Linked DNA regions of Zea mays: region 1 is linked to region 2. The links are chromatin contacts, called in public Hi-C maps. All regions are on one chromosome and are shown on one strand. The core of a region is the stretch at or near the end of the contact, and the rest is flanking DNA. Distances in the headings are between cores, read along the strand shown.

Evidence for each region. Hi-C and Micro-C count contacts between places; a contact is called where the count stands out from the background.
Region 1: a Hi-C map of leaf shows a contact between it and region 2, with 4 times the contacts expected there. The contact joins the enhancer-like site here to the promoter of LOC103649905 in region 2. A contact is called at or near these places in 4 of 25 Hi-C or Micro-C datasets (ear, leaf, root tip and 1 more).

The regions. Positions count from the first base shown.
Region 1 is chr3:29,924,086-29,926,946 of Zm-B73-REFERENCE-NAM-5.0, forward strand. It overlaps LOC100304403, which reads right to left. Exons shown (of 21, transcript NM_001165839.1): 21 at 1,804-2,038. The coding sequence ends at 1,991. Among protein-coding and RNA genes, the nearest start is that of LOC100304403, 36 kb to the right of the region's middle. Within about 2 kb of position 1,601, at least 11 of the 20 cell types and tissues checked have an H3K27ac peak or open chromatin away from gene starts, as enhancers often do. A contact at or near this core is called in ear and leaf, where this site is marked.
Region 2 is chr3:29,642,265-29,645,450 of Zm-B73-REFERENCE-NAM-5.0, forward strand. LOC103649905 (deoxynucleoside triphosphate triphosphohydrolase SAMHD1 homolog) reads right to left here and starts at 1,587. Exons shown (of 19, transcript XM_008675588.4): 1 at 1,240-1,587. The coding sequence starts at 1,410.

The sequences.
Region 1 (2,861 bases), core at 351-2,850, 280 kb after region 2:
GTTCACCTTTTTATATGCATAAATTTTGCTCAATATATATTTAGATGCGTTGTGAAAGCTATGTATCTAGAAAAGTTAAAAACAACTTATAATTTAGAACAAATGAGTCAAATTAGTATAACATCCTGTTTGGACGTGAATTGGAAATTAGAACCATAATTTCTGAATTTTGTTGTTTGATGGCTAATGAATTTAGAGTTGTAATTAAAGTCAATTCCTCAACATTGGACTATGACTAAAAGTTGTCTCTCATAATTTAGAGACTAGACCCTCTGTATTGACGGGAATTGCAATTCCAGGTACATCCAAACAATAGATTTGTATTACAACTCATTTTCAATATTAGACAGATTTGGTATTGGATGCAATTCAATTCTAACATCTCCAATATCTACATCTAAATGGACCCTAAGTTGGATCAAGTAACAACACTATATAAAGATACTTTTCCGTAACGAATACTTACAACAACACCTATTTAGTGCTCCATCCATCCAAAATATAATTCGTTTTAGGCTAAACATATATTAATTAATTAATCATGAATGTAGTTTATATGCATATCTATATTCATTATTATTCACTCAAATGTGGATAGATAAAAGATGGCTAGAATGAACTATATTTTAGGATGGAGGGAGAGTAGTAGATATAAGCATCGTTGCTTTTTTTATAAGTCTAATTAAATTTAAACTTACAGCCCGTTTGGATCATTAGAATTGAATTCCATTCTAATAATAGTAATTTAGACATATATCAATTAAGCTAATTCAGTTTTATGCAAAATATATTTGTATACTATTATTAGCAAGATGTCGGAGATATTTATGTGCTACATTTTTACTATAGGGAAGTGAGACGAAGAGTGTCATGTAAATTATAGATTAGAAACCAATTCTAGTAATGCATAAAATCATTTCTCACCCTCCACCCCATGAATTTAAGATAGGCTTATATCTGAAATTTAGAAAGTGGTGGAATGTCAAATTCCAAACTAAATAAGTTACTTTATTGAGTGAATTCCAATTCCTCTAAAATGAAGGGATCCAAACGCCCCGTTATTTGATTTGACTCAATATTATCTTATAATTATACTCACTCCGTTCTGAAATATAGTTCTTTCTAGAATACTTTTTTCCGTCCAAATTTATTCAAATGATGATAAATATAGACATACATAAAAATTGCATTCATATGTTACTTAATGAATATGTGATTAGTCTAAAACGGATTATATTTTGAGACGGAGGGAGTATTATCTTGTAAGATCGAGACGGTTTGTCTCTTCAACTTGTTCGAACCTTACTATTCATCAAATTTGATGATTTCACGTTGTGCTCAACGGTCACTGTAGTGTGCTCCTATGTGAACTGGACCGAACGTGTATGGTAAGGGATCGTGACACACACTGCGACAAAACAGCAGATCATGCACCAAAAGATAAGATTTCTGAACAGTGTGGATACCTATGTGATTTGTACATATGTAAGGCCGGTCCATTCTGTTTCTGGCGTATCAGTGTCACGTATGAAACCTACTCGCAGACCTAGCGGATCGATGGCCATGGCCATGCTAGTTATTTCTCGGGCGTGAACCGTGACCTCATCATCTCCACGCTGCCAATTTTGAAGTCACAAGCCAGGCAGGCAGACACCGCCCACCAGGTGTAGGGCGGACGACTCCTGGCAAAGATAAAATCTCAAAGAGCATCTTCTGGGGCCGCCCAATTCTTTTTCACCCGATTACATTATTGAACTATATCTAGCTGTGCCTGGAAGCCAAACGCGGAGCTGCACTCGTTATGGCAAAACTCTAGCTCTTCTGAGTGGGGCAGAAAATATTAACATGTGTACTTGGCATTTTGGTTAGTTTTACAACACAATCGTCTAGTATTTTACAGAAACAGAACACTTGTGCACCACGCCGATCAACCAAAATGCTACATACATACATTAGAAGCAGCGTAGAAACAAGTGTAATATAGCTGAAACTACTTGAAGAAAAGACCCTTCTTTCTTCTTCCTCTTCTCTCAAGAGCCTGCGAAATTGAAGGTAGACATTTCACGTTTAGTGTTGAAACAGCAGGCAGGTATAAATGCGCACATGATGCACCAGTTCAATATCAGCAATCAGCTCACCATGTTTTTTTCCATTCCATCTCTTTAGGGCTTGTTCGGTTCTACCCCAATCCATATGGATTGAGGGGGATTGAGAGGGTTTCAATCCCTAGTAAATCAAAATCCCTCTTAATCCGTATCAATCCCCTCCAATCCATATGGATTGAAAATAACCGAACAAGCCTTTAAAGGGTGGATGACACAAGGGGATGATCGTGGAAGCACATACGTGCCAAGTCACCATTTGTACACTAACGCACTCTACACTGGCAGAACAGATTCTCTAAAAACATGCAGGTTCAGGAACAACAGGCAATGGCATTTTTTATCACATGATGGAGCTTCCTAGACACCATCTGTGATGATTAAAAGAACAATTTATTTGATAAATATAAGATGAGGCACACTTTGGGTGCCTCCACCGCCCACCCCACAAAAAAACATCTATTTAAATAGTATATTTGTCGGTGTTAACCAAGATACAACGTAATTGTCATGCCGCAGATCAGATCAACAGGAGTCCCATGACATTCAAAATGACATAAGAAGCGACACGACAATAGATTTTGGTGACCTAACTTAAAAAGGTTTTTAGAAGAACATATATGGTAAAAGCATACAAGTCTCAATCATACAGAACAAACTACCAACAATTCAGCAAGTCCATAGTTTTATATTTGTCTACTGATAGTGTTCCAGAGAAGAGGTGAATGTTGTGCGGTGCCATCAAACATGCTAATAAAT
Region 2 (3,186 bases), core at 337-2,836:
GCGAACATTACATGAATAGAATGAATAAATTTCCTATTGACCCTTATGCAGAAGTCTACAACAATGTTTCTAAAATGTGAATACATTGCTTATCAATAAAAATGGTCTGTAATGCTATTTAGATAACACTGGATCCATGACTATTCAAGACTGAAATTAAAGGAGTACAAACGTAAGTGGTTATCTATGGTGTAAAGTAAAACGCCAAGCCTAAACACTTTATAATATGTAAAATGGTTATGAACAACATCAGAACGGGCGGGCCAATATAGACTTGTCATGTACACCAAACGGTCGCTCTTTCTCCAGTGGAATGTCAACGCCAGTAATGCACAGATGAAACTGCCTACCTATCCAAAAGTGGAGAACTAAAATGCCGAAATGATTTTAAATTTCATTTGCGGTATAACATCTGAGGTCAGGTTCAAGTCACATGTAGCAGTCAAAGCAAATTAAACTAGCCACCGGAGACTGTTTATGGGCCAATAAGTCAGGCGCTCCCTCGCATGGGGGTATAGTGGACTCCTTCGATTTCCATGACCTTTGACTCGGTGAAACAGCACCAGTCTGCCCTTCAAAAGTAAGGCTAGCATTATTCTCAAGTTACTCCTAGATTAGAATAAATAAATGTACCCCCATTGAATTTATTAATTTGGAGAAACGAAACGCCACATGCATAGCTAACCATTCAAGGAGTCCATACGCCACACCAACATCAACATGCAACATTACAACACATGAACAGGAGTACAGGACCAAATACCAAACCATAAAAAGCACAGCGCAACAACTAGAAGCACATGAAGAGATGGAATCTACTGTGTCCAGGCACTTGGCACAAAAAACTGAAGGAGCAGACAGCGGAGTAAACCATAAAAAGGGTGAACTATTGCTTTCGCACGAGCAAACAACAGCATCGCAAGAGTAAACTGCGGCCGCGGAAAACGTAGAATCAAATGAAACAGATACGGATGCATATCAGAAAACCCGGAAGGGCATTACATAATCCTGCACCGCGCCACTAGCGGTAGCAAGGGAGACGAATTGGGGGCAACGCGAGCGGCAAACCGAACTGATGTAAAACAGCATTGAACATGCATCACCAACCAATTCATCCACCTCCGAGGGGCAGACGAAGAAGGACCGACACGATCAACGATCATCAATCAATCCACGAGCAATGAGGGGAGGAGAGATGAGAGGAGGGGCAGCGAAGTAAGGATGCAGCGCGGAGCTCACCGGGTCTACGGAGATGCTGCCGTGGAGGTTGTCGAAGACCTGCTTCACGTAGCTGCGGTCGCAGCTCCCGTAGCTTGGCCTAACCGCCGTCGCTGGGGACGAGGAGGGGAGCGTCAAGGGCGGCGCCGCCAGCGCGGAGTCCCCCTGCGGGGAGGGGCAGTACTCGCCCATGTCTGCGCCGCGGTGCGGTTCTCCTCTCCCACCGGCGCGTTCGAGTTCCCGAACGCCCGGAGCGCGCGCTCGTGCGTCGTGGCCTCGTGGGGCGCGTTGCGACTTTGCGAGTGAGCGGGTTGTGGCGTTGTGCTTTTCGGAGGGGGGATGGGTGGGAACGTGGGGTGGCCGCGCCGCGTGGGAAGCTGAAACAGGCGAAGCGGGGAGGCCAAGAAAAGAAAATGGGTGCGAGGCAGACAAGAAAAGAATCCCGGAGAGGGGATTTTGAGGGTTACGTTACCTTTTTATTTAACGGAAGATTTACTTTCCATTTTGTTGCACCATTTTTTAATTTAAAAGTCATTATAAATTCTCTAGAATCAATCAAAACAGTGCCGTCTTTGGAACCAAAGTATTTCAAAACTATTATTTTGAAATACTACTTTTTAAATGTCATAATTTTTTTACATCACTCTTAACAATACGTGTTTAGAGACAAAATATTTTGAACTATGATATTTAGTATATACGTGCAATGCTAGTCGTAGGCAAAAACTTTGTGATGGAGTGAAGTTTTAAATAATCTAAAAATACCATGATATCTATAAAATCATGGTATTTAAAACAAGGTTTTTTACAATGTAGCCAAACAATTTTTGGTAAAAATACTATGGTATTGTTCAATACTATGGTTTCCTCTAAACTTCAAAAATATTTTACTCCTAAACACCTCCTAAACTTTTGACATGATAAAATTAAGCTACAAAACAAGGTCCTTAATCCCACATTTTTATTAGGCGGCACTGCCACAACGTGGTAGGGTCGGGCGATCGAGCATCGGGCCCTTGGGCCTTCGCCTTGCCCTTTTGGGTTGCGTGCTACCCTGGAACGTACCGGTAAAATAATCGTGGTTCGTCAGCTCGCTTGATTCATGGTCAGCTCAATATAGCTCGGCTTGATTCATGGTCAGCTCAATATAGCTCGACTCGACTCGTTTAAATATTTATGCGAGCTGAGCTAATATTCTAGTTCTGTTCGTTAACGAGTCAGTTCGATTTGTTAATGAGCCAGCTCGCGAGCTAAACAAACTATCACATTTCAGTAAAACGAAACTATATACATGTCGTTTAGGTATAAATTGATGAACATGTTATATGTATATGTAGTGTTTGTTGTTTATGAGTTAAATTAATGATCAATAAATTGTGTCTATGTGTTAAATTGATCTATGCGATTATAATTGTAGGTTAAACCAACGAACATGTGTGTGAATAGTGAATTGATGAGTGGCGATGAGTTGTGTTAATTTGGTGTTACATTGATGTGGTCTGTAAAATTATGAGTATAATTATTATTTTCTATTCTTAAATTAGTTTGAAACTAGTTAGAAATTGATTATTGTGTACATATTGTTTTTTTCTACTCTGTCTCACGCCTCGTTAGCTTAACGAGTCGAGCCAGCTCGTTAGCTTAATGAGCCAGCTCGAATTCGGACGAGCCGAGCTAGCTCGATATCCAGCTGCATCTCATTCTTGTTGTGTATCTGAATGCCATGTGGCTCGAACGCTAAGTGGAACCACCTGGACGTCTATAGCTGCCAGTGCCACAGTGGGGCCATGGGAAACAGAACCACCTTGCGGAATTTTGGGAAAGTATATTCCATTCCTCGTGCTTGCGGTACCGCCATCCCACAATTCTATGAGGTCCTCAACTCCTCTCTATCAACTTTATGCATTACCGTTAAGAATAAATCATTTCTATCAACTATTCGAATAAAACGATCAAAATTTCTTATTT